Linked DNA regions of Zea mays: all the other regions are linked to region 2. A link is a contact called in public Hi-C data. All regions are on one chromosome and are shown on one strand. Each heading gives the region's core, a stretch centred on a gene start, on an enhancer-like site or on the middle of the called end of the contact. The rest is flanking DNA. Distances are from core to core; before and after follow the strand shown.

The links. A called contact is a pair of places that touch in the nucleus more often than the background predicts.
Region 1: a Hi-C map of endosperm shows a contact between it and region 2, with 4 times the contacts expected there. The contact joins the promoter of LOC100279299 here to the promoter of LOC100285913 in region 2. A contact is called at or near these places in 3 of 25 Hi-C or Micro-C datasets (ear, endosperm and tassel).
Region 3: a contact with region 2 is called in a Hi-C map of endosperm, with 2.9 times the contacts expected there. The contact joins the promoter of LOC100278989 here to the promoter of LOC100285913 in region 2. A contact is called at or near these places in 3 of 25 Hi-C or Micro-C datasets (ear, endosperm and tassel).

What each region holds. Positions count from the first base shown.
Region 1 is chr9:75,674,818-75,679,225 of Zm-B73-REFERENCE-NAM-5.0, forward strand. LOC100279299 reads right to left here and starts at 2,564. Exons shown (of 20, transcript NR_173990.1): 1 at 1,951-2,564; 2 at 1,693-1,736; 3 at 1-17.
Region 2 is chr9:76,403,290-76,407,718 of Zm-B73-REFERENCE-NAM-5.0, forward strand. It overlaps LOC100285913 (EREBP-4 like protein), which reads left to right and starts at 2,179. Exons shown (of 4, transcript NM_001158802.2): 1 at 2,179-2,533. The coding sequence starts at 2,386.
Region 3 is chr9:77,168,924-77,173,434 of Zm-B73-REFERENCE-NAM-5.0, forward strand. It overlaps LOC100278989 (nuclear poly(A) polymerase 4), which reads left to right and starts at 2,724. Exons shown (of 13, transcript XM_020543930.2): 1 at 2,724-3,158; 2 at 3,282-3,435; 3 at 3,555-3,632; 4 at 3,738-3,845. The coding sequence starts at 3,331.

The DNA.
Region 1 (4,408 bases), core at 1,314-3,813, 730 kb before region 2:
ACAGTTTCAAGAACTCCCTGGTACAAGTAGAAGGAACAATATGGGCAGTTTGTATTACATATTTGTGATGTGCAAGCACCAAATTTTCTATGTACAAGTGAACACATTGATGCATTGGAGTACATATATGTTCTTCAAGTTTTACAAAATCCAAATAAAGGACCACAGATCACTATGTTATGTCTGACAAAATAGATGTTGTAACATCTTGCTTCTTGTACCCAATGTGTATCATGCAGGTTATTATATGCTTTAAACTAAAAGATATACTCCCTATGGTAAAAATATACGTTTTGCATTTGACTTCGCAAGGCCGACATATATCTTTGATTAGTAATTTCTTTTAGAATAGCATTCGTACAATCCTTCAAATTTCTGAGACCTTGCAAGTTCTTTTCAATAAATTCTACATACTTACATAAAAAGGGCCAGACCCAATGTCGAAGGCTCCCACATCAGTGGGGTCTAGAAAAGGGATAAACCGAGGCAAGCATTTCCCCCGCAAAAGCGAAGAGGAGGCTACTCCGAACCCATGACCTGGTGACTCAGTGAGATAGCTCTCACCACTGTAGGTCTGCCCTTCTATTTCTACACACTTGCATATTTCAATCTAAATAATTTAAAAGTTACTGAAGTTTGTGGTTTTAAAGGTTTGAAAACTCGTCCCCGACGATATGTTTTTATAACCAGAGGGAGTATTGTTAAAAATGAAGAAGTAACAAACATGCTAATGGGGATCTGAATTTTTCAAATGGGTTACTAATGTAGCACCCATGTAGGAGATCAAACATGAGCTCCAGTAGGGAAACAGAAATAGGATGTCCAACACTAGATTTTTTCTGTAGCATCTTAGGAACAGAAAAAAAAAACAATTTGTACAGTTGCTAATGCGCACAGTAAACATAGTCATACTAATTACCTCCCATGTGCACAACAAGCATATAGTCATACTTCGGGCATGTTTGTTTCAGCTTTTTTGTTGATTCTGGTCGCCAGAAGCTACTGTGCTGTGGACTGACAAACGCCTAGCTTTTCAGCCCACTTCTATGATAATTGATTTGGTGAAAACCGTCCAAAATCAACATGAATACACAATCGGCTGAATCATCACGATAGAAGGAATCCGTCACTTCCTAGATCCTAAACACTATGTACCCCTTCATATTCCTCCGCACGTAATCCCCACGATACTCAGATTCTCCCTCACAACCAAATTCTCCCCACAACCAGATTCTCAGAAAAGCTCATAAAAAAAGCCGAAACAAATAAGCCCTTAACATTGCCAAGCATAGCACGAAATAAACAACATCCAAGATATTGATGTCCCTCATCAGCACTAGGAAAATGCCGATCAAACAACATAAAGCAAAATGATCATATAAAGTCAAAGTGCCCAAAAGCTATACAATGATGACATATGGATGGGTCATTGAATGCTAGAAGGTTGCAACATAGATATACTAACGACAGGGTCAAGGCTCCATAACTATATACTAGTAGATTCACAAGTGTAGGAATCAGGCACAGTCCAGTCCAAAAGCGAATTTCCTTTCCTTCACAAATCCCAACATGCAAGTGGTGAGAAAAACACCCAAAAAAAACTAGTTGTGGCAGACCCAATGTTGAATCACAGAATCAAGATTCCTACCAGCAAAGGGGCGCCACACAAACAAAATGGCGCAACGAACTCACCTGCTTCTCAGCTACCGTGTTGTTGAAGCTACCAGGATCGGTCTCTGCAAGACCAGAGCACAGATTAGCACAAGCAACTCCAAGCCCAAACCGGGACCTCCATTCTCAACGTCCCCACACGCTGCAACCCACCAAGGCCGAGATCTAAACAGCACGGCCACCGACACTCGCACCCGCCCTCACCCACACACCCGCCCGTAGAACCAGATCCCGCCCGAACGGATCGATGAACACCGGGAGTTGGCCAGATCCACGCACCTCCGCCGCCCTGCTCGCTCTCGGACTCCGGGAACTCCTTCTCCAGCGCGCGGTCGATCATGTCGGCGAGGCTGCCCTCCTTGGCCTCCGTGGCATTGCCCTGAGCCACCACCTCGCCGCCGGCCTCCGCCACGGCCACCCCATCCCCGCGCGCCTCCGCCTCCGCCTCGACCTCCGGCTTCCCCGCGCGGCCCTCGTGCCCAGCGCCGCCGCCGCCGCCGCCGCCGCCGCCGCGGCCAGCGGCCTCGGCGGCAGCGACCGGGGAAAATGCTACGGCCGCAGCGAGGAGCAGGCCGCAGACGACGAGGAACGGGAGGGGTGAGGAGGAGCCCGGGTGGTTGCTAAACCGACGCGGCAGCATCGCCGGCGAGGGGGTGGGGGTTTGGCAGGCGAGCGGGCAGCGCGTCGGAGTCCGTGTGAGGGCTGACTGGCCGTGGCCGGCTCCGCTGGGGTTTAGATTTTCTGGAAGGCGACGGAGCGTGGCGGTGACGGTGTGCGCCGCTCGTGACGGTGAAGGGACGCACGCGCTCGCGTACGACCAGGCAGACGCAGTCAGACAGCCAGGAAGCCACAGAGGCGATGGGGTCGGAGGAAGACGCTTTGCGAAGTGTGCGTATTGTGTAGCGTTGTGAGTTTGTGACGCTGTGGCAATTTGTAGAGGACATATCCTGTGCAATCACTCATTTTGGTGCAAGCGTGCAATCAAACTATCCAGAGCATCCAATTCAGATCCAACGATTTTATATGGAAGGGGTTAAAAGTAAAATAGGTACTATGTTTTAGGTGGAAGGGGTTAAATATAAAATAACAATCATCATTAGATCTAGATCGGATACACCAGATCGCTTGATTGCATGCTTGCACCAGGATAAGTGATTGCATAGGATATTTCCCCCCAATTTGTAGGGGGTTTGTTTTGTTGTATGGAGTTAAAGCAACTCCAGTAATTCTTATAAGAAAGTTTCCAATAATTCTTATAAAAATGTTTCCTAAGAGCATTTTCAAAAGTCTTTCTAAATTCCACTCTCTAAATTATTATTTACAGACATAAAAACAGTTTTTATATCTTTTCAATTTCTAATAGTCTTTCTATATTTTGTTTACACTCTAGACAGCTATTCACGTTTTCTATATTTTACTAGCGAGAAACCTATAATGGAAGATTTCTATATTTGGATATTCATTTAGATGAGTTGTTGTAGGATACTTTTTTTAAAAATATATATATTTATATAGATTAGAAAGAATATAGAGAGCCTTTTAGAGTTGCTCTAAACTCGTGTTTAGTAAGTTACTAAATAGCTATTAAAAGTAAAAAATAGCTTGATATTCAATAATTCCTAATATTTAGGGAGTAATTCAATTTTGAATCTAGTTTTGACATGGCTGCTCCTGTCGAACCTAGCTAGTGATGGGGTCGAGAGTAGATGTCGAGGTGAAAGGTCTCTTGTGGTTTTTGGTGTTTGGATGATAACACAATTAAAGGACTGACCAAGGTGTTAAGTGTTGAGTAGGTACTTAGTGTAGAGCTTATAAAGTTCAACACAAGAAGTCTTGCGTCATATTGAGATATTCTATATATGCTGAGATGAATATCATGGGCGGAGCTAAGGCCCGGACAGGATGGGCTGTTGCCCGGGCTTTATCTCTTGCAAAAACCTATTATATCTAGGTAATGTTTTTCTTTTTTTTCTTGGCAGCCGTCCATAATTTCTCATCTGATGGCATGGTCATGTGTATCCGCTGCCGCTGCTTGCTGGATGCCATGCTTACAAACAGATTCTACACCGCCAAAGGTTGTATGGCCTAACTTAATTTTCTTTTCATATGGGTTGTACGAGAGCAGACTCCGCCCACACTCATGCACATTTTTTGTTTGCGCCAGAAAACAACAACGATAATGTCAACAGTCATCTCATTTAGCTCATCTCCACGATAATAGCAATGTTGTCAATGCCGACCCAAGCGATAATTAGCTTGAATCATTAATTTTTTTCTGCTTCATATCCAAGATCACGGTGCTCAGAGGTATTTCGAGTCATACAGATAAATGGTTCGATCACTTGGTGCTGTGTTAGTGTTACATTAAGTGGAAATTATTTAAAGCATTTGATAATTATACAATAACACAACGTCATAGCATAAAGACTGAAAATGAGACTACCTCGTGTTATATGAGATTAGCATATTATATACATGCAAGCAAATTTTTAAGTACTTTGCAATATACATGCAGAATATTTATGATTTTTTTACATTATGTAATCTTTTTAAGTTGCCCAGGCTTCCAATAAATTCTAGCTCCGCCACTGATGAATATGGATTGTGGATATCACAAGTAAAGAAAGTTAAAGGATGGACATTACTAAGTGAAAATCGATGTACATCACCTGAAGACAGCTAATTGAACCAAGGACAAAGGCAAGAAGGACTTCCAGGGACTAGAGCAAGGGAGAAG
Region 2 (4,429 bases), core at 929-3,428:
TCCATAAATTTAGGATCGCTGAAACAGACATGCAACTAAAACTCGTAATGACTATTTTATGCTATATACTGATACTAAATATGCTACACTGTGTAGATAATTATGCAATTCGGTATACTGCGTAAAAATCTGCTACAGGCTGCATGCACACGAATTTATGATGGAAAGAATATGCAATGAAAGGAAATGAATTGCATGCATAGAAACAAAAAATCACATTTAATGTTTTATTTCCTTCATAAATATAGGATCCCTCCAACAGCCATGCAACTAAACGCATTAGAACTAGTTTATGATGTATACTGAAACAAATTATACTACACGGTGTAGGTATTTATGCAATTTCTTAGACTGCGTAAAAAATCTGGCATGTTGTTCACTGGTGGACGCATCTCCGGGTGGAGCGTAAAAACCTTAAGTTTTGAGCATAAAATCCCTCAATTATAAGCGTAAATACCGAGTCAATTAGAGGTTGATAGCTTTAGTAGGTTGTTATTACGATCCTATTTTTATGACAGATCCGAAAAACATGGCAGCCGCATGCATGCGGTTTCTATTTTTATACAGATCCAAAAATTATGGCAAAATCGTGGGAGTTTCCATTGCATGCGCGCAAATTAAGAACAGCATAAATCAAGGAATTTCCTTTCAAATGTGCATGCAGTAAACTGATATACGAACTCTGTGTTAAAGCATAAAAACATACAGTTTTTAGCGTAAATAATACATGTGGTAGGCATAAAACACAATAAACGAAAAGAAAAATGCGCCGGATCAGAGGATGTCACGCGCGATCATCGCTGCGCGCATCTCGCCCCTTCCGTGACGTCGCTCGCTCGAACATCGCGCCTCATGCGTCGCCGTCGCTACTCGCATGTCGACGGGCGTCGCTTGCTCGCCGGCCTTGGAAGTGCCGCCTCCTCGGGGCTTCGGGGACGCCGCCGCTTGCCTGCACAAGGGCCTCGCTGCGGATCGAGGAACCTCCGCCACCGCGCGTCGAGGTAATGGAGTTGCGGCCACCGGCCTAGGAATCGCCGCCACCGCACAAGGACGCTGCCGCCGCTCGCCCTCTGGATCGGGGGCCGCCACCGCCGGCCTGGAAACCGCCGCCACCACATAAGGGCGCTGCCGCCGCCGCTCGCCCTCTGGATCGAGGGCCGCCACCGTCGGCCTGGGAACCGCCGCCACCGCCGGCCTGGCAACCGTCGCTAATGAATCGAGATGGGCGTAAAAACGGATCCCTAGCACTACAGATTTCCTTTTATAGACGTCTGGACCTGGTCCGGCTCGACCGGATTGCACTGTCTGGCCTGGGCTTCCAATAACTAAAGGAAGCCCAGTGCTCCTAATATACAATATATATATATATATATATATATATATATATATATATATATATATATATATATATATATATATATATATATATATATATATATATATATATATATATATATATATATATATATATATATATATATATATCTCGCACCGCGAGAGGCATGGAAGCTGTGACAGGCGTCGGGCCTTGCCGCTTCCTCTTGCCCTCCCCTTCCAGGTACCTTAACGTAGGTATATAACTGAGAATCGAATGGGCCTGTTTGGATCCTATTATCTGAAGTTTACTTTAATTATATGATAGATACTTTATAAAAACTTTAATCTATTACTAAAATTCTACGACATTAACTTTAAGCCCGTTTGGTTTGAGTGACTAAAATTTAATCCCTCTATTTTAGTCTCATTTAGTACCTAACGGTGGCACTAAAATAGAGACTAAACTATTTTAGTCTCTAGTTTATCAAAAAGAGACTAAAAGAGACTAAACCATATTAATTTCACTTTTTATCTCTTCTTTATTTTAGTTACACTAATAACGAGAGAATGGTAAGAGGTATTTTTATAATTCATTTAATTAATGTATTTTAAATATTTTTAGTCTTTAAAACCAAATATGATATAAACTAAATTTTAGTTCTCTAATTAAACTTTAGTCATGGACTAAATGAAACAAAGAGGCCCTTATCACCATTATATACAAACAGTCAAACATGGTCCATGGACTCACTTTGCAGATACACACCTATATTCTATTGCTATTCGGACCACATTCTCCTGACCCCACCGTTCAGTCAATGTACCGTGAACCTCTCCCGGAACACGCTCTCGATCCGCTCGGTTGGTCGTCGTGTCGACTGGTTCGTCTCCATCCGCCTCTCGTCCCCTTCTGCTCCATCGAAGGTCCCTCGCGATCTCGCCTCGAGTAGCTAGTGCCTCGCGCGCCGGGGGCGACTGCGCGCGCGGTCAGTCAGTCTTCGGCGTGCGGGGCGCGCGCGAGATCTCCTCAGAGGTAGGGGAGAAAATCGGTGAGGGTCGGCGGGCCTGATGGGCGGGGCGGTCTCCGGTGGCGCGGCGGTTGGGGATGCGGCGGGGGCGGCAACTTACCCGGTGGTTCTCAACGTGTACGACCTGACGCCGGTCAACAACTACCTCCACTGGGGCGGGCTTGGCATCTTCCACTCTGCCGTCGAAGGTAAACGTGGGTCCGAAATGGCAATTTTGTCCGGAGGGGATTGTTCGGGTCAGGTTGTACTGTTATGTGAACTTTAAACTTTACAATTAGATGCAGTTTTATTGGAAGTCTGTGCCTTTGTTGGGTAAGTTGCTTCTAGGAATGGTGGGTACAACAGGATCTTGGATGCTGTTGAGTACTTGTTCTAGTTGCGATGAGCTAAATGAGAGGATCTTGGATGCCGTTGGGTGCGATGAGCTAAATGAGAGGATCTTGGATGCTGTTAGGTACTTGTTCCAGTTGAGATAAGCTAAGCAAGACGACAGATTTAGAGGATTCAGAAGGGAAAGATTAAATCTGATAACGCATCCTATTATTTCTAGTATCCATAACTGGCCGACTGGACATATAAATTGTTTCTTAGAAACATCACAATACATATTTTATGATTTCCCAGTATCCAACTATCCATAAGGATGAGACTGGACATATCAATTGTTGCTTAGCACAATAGATATTTTATTTTGTGTTTAAGGGGCCTTTTTCAGTTAATGTTCAAAGCTACCGCAATAGATCTTTACAACTCTTTTAGAAACAAATGTTACTTTCCTAGTTTAGTTATATGATTACATCACATTTCTTGTGAATTTATGGTATGATCAATCCTTTTACAGTTACAATTTCCTATTAAAAGTAGCAAACAATGCCTATGCGTTGCAATGGAACGCACAACTTGTTGCATGATTAATTAGATGACTTGTGGCTTGGAGATTTGTGTAACAATCATGTCAACTTTTCCAATACATCTTGGAATTGAACGCCGTCCTGTGCATTGTTTCCTAATGCTTTACCTAATGTCTACATGTGGTATAAAGATTTAGCAATGATCATCATGTGTTCTAATTTTTTTGAGACCCGCCTCCATGCTGCGCCTGTACACTTTGCTCTAACTCAACAAGTGCACAGGAGAGAGTAGCAACCATGGAAACACTCAATTTTTCTAATTTGTTTTGGAATAGGACTCTACTCCGTGCTTAGGGTCTGTTTGTTTCATCTTTTTTTTGACGAGATTTTTTGAGAATCTAGTTGTGGGGAATCTAAATATCGTGGGGATTACGTGCAGAGAAAGATGAAGGGGGTCATATGGTTTAGAATCTAGAAAGTGACATATTCTTACTATTGCGATGACTCGGCCAATTCAGTGTTCACTTTGATTTTGGACGGATTTCATCAAAGCGATTCTCACAAAAGCGGGATGAAAAGCTAGGCGTTTGGCAGTCCGCAACAGTTTCTGGCGGCCAGAAGCTGGAAATTAGCCGAAACAAACACCACCTTAGACACACTACTCTAACTTGTATAGGCACGTGAGAGATTGAATCCATCAGATGGTTGTGAGTGCTAACGGAACAAGCCTCTTTTTAATAATAGGCAGAGAAAAAAAGAATTGCAGATAACTCAAGTGTAGTTTCTAAAGCAATATACAGAATTGCAGTTCTTAGAAAGTCAGTTTAGAAGTGTGATCTTGTGCTAGTTTAGCAATAATGAATCTGTAGTAAATTATAAAGTTGAACTTTTTTATAATACACAACACCATTACTGGTTTATCAATATATAGGGTTATAATTCAGTCCACTTACTTGAAGCGCCCTTCATTAGATGTATTAGTTGAAGCTTGCAGATACATGAGACTATGACATTCATATGGCATTTGATAAAAAACTTTCCTCCTTTTATTTTCGTCTCTTGTTCTCGCAATTTCATCTTATTAGTCCTGTTTGATGTGTAACTACCTACTTACATGCTTTATTAGTAATATTTAAAATTGTAATTTGTTTGTCAATGTGCAAGTTCTTGAAAACGCACCACTCTCTAAGTATTACTATCTTCAGCCCAGTTTATTTATGCATTGGTATATTT
Region 3 (4,511 bases), core at 1,474-3,973, 770 kb after region 2:
AACCGGCCCGCCAGACATGGCCTATTTGGCCATCTATACCTCCACACGATAATGATGGTCCTCGCCTCAGTTGCCGCTACCTCATTCGTCATCCTGCTTCTTTTCTCTCTCCCCTCATCCCTCCGCCTCCGCGCCACCCCATTCTCGGCAGAGGGCGTGGGAGCAGACACCTCCTCCCCGTATTCGTCCGACGCCAACCCCGACACCGACCTGCGTAGTGGCTATTGTACGTCCACGAGGACATTTCACAATATGTGCGCACCATCGTTTTCACCATCGTCGGACGTCCCGTTCGTCTTCTCGGCCTTCGCCCTGTTCTTCCTCCCCAACCTACTACCCTCGCCCACGGTCGCAGCCGCAAGCCGACCGACGCTCGTCGACGCAGGTACGGGGCGAGTCGGTCTTCCTCCTGGCCTTTCTTCGTGCGTGCCATCGAGGAGGACACAGTGGCGCCTGTCACGCTTAGGTTATCTTGGCGATGAGGAGTCTAGGTCTGAGATATTGGACAACCAAGGCCCATAGCGTGGCAGCAGTCAGCATATGCTACGGAGTTGGTGGTGGTGTTGTGTCGCCTCGGCGGGTCCAGGGCTGGGAAGGCACTCGCATTCTCTCGCCCTTCTCGGACTGACACCTGGTGCGGGTGCCTCTCGGTTTGAAGCTGCTCCGGCTGAGCTTCTTTCTTCGCTTGCGTGCTCTCTCCCTATATGTATCTAGCGGTATACTACCTATGTCGCCTCCAGATGCCCAGGTCTTCGTCGTGTCCTTCTCCGGCAACGAACATGTATGCCTGCCTCTTCCCTTCCCTTCTCTTCCCTTCCCTTCATGCTCTATGAAACCTTGGAAGTGGGGGAGGCGAGAGATGGGGGTTCCTGATTTGCTGCCTATGGTACCCGTTCGATGGCTCGGTATCGCCTGTCTACATGGCCTTTCCCTTACCACGGTGTCGACTTCATATGCTTCTACAACTTCTTTGTACCTGTCACTCATCTTTCTGTCATTGCAAAAAAATTTGTGTTGTTCCTCTGTTGTTTTGGGTGTTAGTTTTTTGTTGTGCTAATGACTAAACATAATTTGGGTGTGTTAATACTTTATTTATTGTCTGCACATGGTTTGTGTTCTTCTGATGATGGCTCATGGATCCTGCAAAATATGTGTTAGGATTTGGAGATCCATGCAGGCACTACCACCGGGTGCTCGTCCCTTATGTTCTTGGCTCTTGCATGTGTTAGGTCGTTTTTGAGACCACATTGGCACAATGGACTCCATGGTGTTTGAGGTTGTTGAATTGGATGGAGCAGCAATGATTTTTCACGCTAACAGTAAAAGGAAATGTTATTTGTTGGTTTTAAACGTTAGTAATTGCTACAAAGTACCATAATTTGTATGAAGCACATCGAGTTTTTATTGATGCCTGACTTTAGCAACCACTCCATATTTTAATCTATTTTTTTATAAGTTTGAGTTCATGTGACTTATTTTAGAAACTTGAGCTCACAAACTTTCTCTTATTTGGTCTGTGTATGATGGAATTATGTCATTATGTAATATCTGTTTGTTCAGTCAGTCATTGTGAACTCTCTTTCAATCACTACCTTCATTGGCCGTGTTGTACCAAGACATATTGGATGGAGTAAACAACAACATCAGTTAGTTAAATAAAAAAACTATTATGTGGAGAGCGGAGAAAATCAATAAAAAAATCTTAAGATTTTTTTTGTGGATATTTTTACGTGGGTATTGTTGTGAGCCATCGCAACGCACATGCAACCGACTAGTCTCACTCTATATCTCACTCATGGGTCACGTCAGCAATCTCTCTCCCTATATCTCTACTCTCCACACCAATTCACTCTACATTAAGGGGGTGTTTGGTTACACCCGCTAAAATTTAGCCCATGTCCCATCGAATGTTTGAACCTCCGTTCCGGGTATTAAATGTAGTCGGATTATAAAACTAATTTGTCAGCCGAAGATTAAAAGACGAGACGAATCTAGTCCAGTTGGTTAGGTCTATATTTCATACTCCTATTTAAAAGTCAAACACTTGATGTGACCCGGGCTAAACTTTAGCAGGAGCAACCAAACACCCCCTAACCCTCTATATACTACTCCAAACATAAAATAACATTTTCCATACCTATTCATCATCTATTATCTTTTTTCCAATAAAAACATTGCTATACACGGAACACGAGGAGAGAGTGCCGACTGCGTATGGCCTCAAATGTCACGTGTTACTGTAGCGCGCTTGGACTGTGGGATATAGAGTGAAAAGCGATGAACGCATTGTGTGAGCAGTGAGCCACTAGAACTGTCGTAGGGGAAAGGCATTAGTCCGAAGACAACTATTATCTCGATTAAATAAAAATGATCATATACAACAACCCGTTCAACGCGACAAATAGCCTATTTGGCTGTTCTACAGCTACTGCAGCTGTTCGATCTAGCGACCGTATAAATAAAATATTGTAGAGAACACAGTCACAGCTATACTAAGGGGTGTTTGGTTCTGTGGACTAAATGTTAGCCCGAGTCACATCAAGCGTTTGACTTTCAAGTAGGAGTATGAAATATAGACCCAATCAACTGTACTAGATTCGTCTCACTTTTTAATCTTCGGCTGAGAAATTAGTTTTATAATCCGACTACATTTAATACCCCGAACGGAGGTTCAAACATTCGATGTGATAGGGCTAAATTTTAGCTGACCCAACACCCCCTAAGCAACGAACGTGGTTACCAACTGCACCGTCTCCGCAAGGAAATAGACGGACGGATCGCCCAGAGAAATCCCTTTCTCTCTCTACTCCCTCCAATCTCCATCCCCTGCCTATTCGCCGTCCCTCTCTCCTGCCTGTCCCCGGCCGCCGCCACCCCACGGCCCACGCGGCCGACGCGCCACCTCCTTCTCTCTGTTCCCCGCCGACGTGGCCGGCGGATTGCCGGATCCGCGCGGGAAAGGGAGATCTAGACCCGTCTGATCTTGACCCGACCCGTCCCAGCGGCGCAGTTCGGGGAGGTTCCGTGCGGGGGATTTCGACTCGGGTGGTGGAGCTCTGGGTTCTTGTGCCAGGCGGTTACCTTTGCGTAATCTAGTAGGAGTCGCCGTGCTCAGCAGTTATAAGGGATCGGGCGCTCCAGATTGAGCCCTGGGAGAGGTCGTGTCGCGTTCTATCTCCGTGTAAAAGTTGCTGTTTTTGTGGCGGCGTGGCCTTGAGTTACCGGGATTTTCGGGGTTTCCGGCGGCCGATCCGTGCTAATTACGCTATCTGTTCCTTCAGGGCGTCCTCGTGTTGGGAGAGGATTTTGTGTTCTCTTGCCGTTGGTTCCATGGCCAGCGGCTCTGATCCCCCAAAGCAGTACGGAATAACTAAGCCGTTGTCGTTGCTCGGGCCTGTGGAGGCCGACCTGCAGAGGACGGCGGAACTAGAGAAGGTTTGTGATTAATTCAGTTTCATGTTATCAGTATTGTCTCAACTCTTCGCCCGACGATTTCACATTCCCGTCTCAGATTGATATTGTACTATTCAATTACAGCTGTTGTTGATTTGCAGTTTTTGGTCGAGGCGGGTCTGTATGAGAGCCCTGACGAATCTGCTAGGCGGGAGGAGGTGCTGGGGAAGCTTGGCCAGGTAGCTACTCTTGTTGCCACACGTGTGCTTAATGCTGCACTATGTATCCGTGTCCATGGTTCCAGCATTATTTCTTCCCTAAGCATGTTCTTTCGGCATTTGCAGATTGTAAAAGACTGGGTGAAGCAATTGACTAGTCAGAGAGGATATACTGATCAAATGGTTGAAGAGGCAAATGCTGTACTCTTCACCTTTGGCTCATACCGACTTGGGGTAATTTCCACCACTTCCTTTTACTAGTATCGCCTGTTTTGCTCTGCCACCCATCTTTTATTTATTCATTAGTGAAATTGTACAGTTTAGATAGTCTTTGTACTTGTGACAGTACTTAGTGTTGATGCTCCTTTAAGGGTGTTCGTGTCCTATTAAAATACTACATTCAAATTTCTTGTGCTTGAGGACTAGTTGCAAGTTACAACTGATATAGAAACAGTCTAAATATTCAGAAGTGGGATCTAAGTGGTGTACGAGTGGTTGCAACTTGCAATTATCCAAACCTGCTTTTTTGAGAACACAATTTAACGAGATAAGTGTCACAGTTTTTTTAAAGTAAATTTGCTGACCAGTATCCAATTTAGCATGAAATTGTGCAACATGCCATGTTGCTGTGATATGAAGGCATGTGCTGTTTGCGAACAATTTTGAGTTTCTGAAGACCTTCACACTGCCCTTGTCAAGCCGTTATATAAATTTTAAATAAGCCATAGTGAATGGCTACTATGCATTTGCAGTCTCATTCAAATCTATATATATACTATATTAAGAACCTAATGTGAGCGCCTGGTTGCTACCACGGCTTCTCCTTCCGCGCTGACAATCTGGGCCCACCCCATGTGCCTCGATTGGTTCTCCCGCCCCACGCGCCCTGCCTCGGCGCCG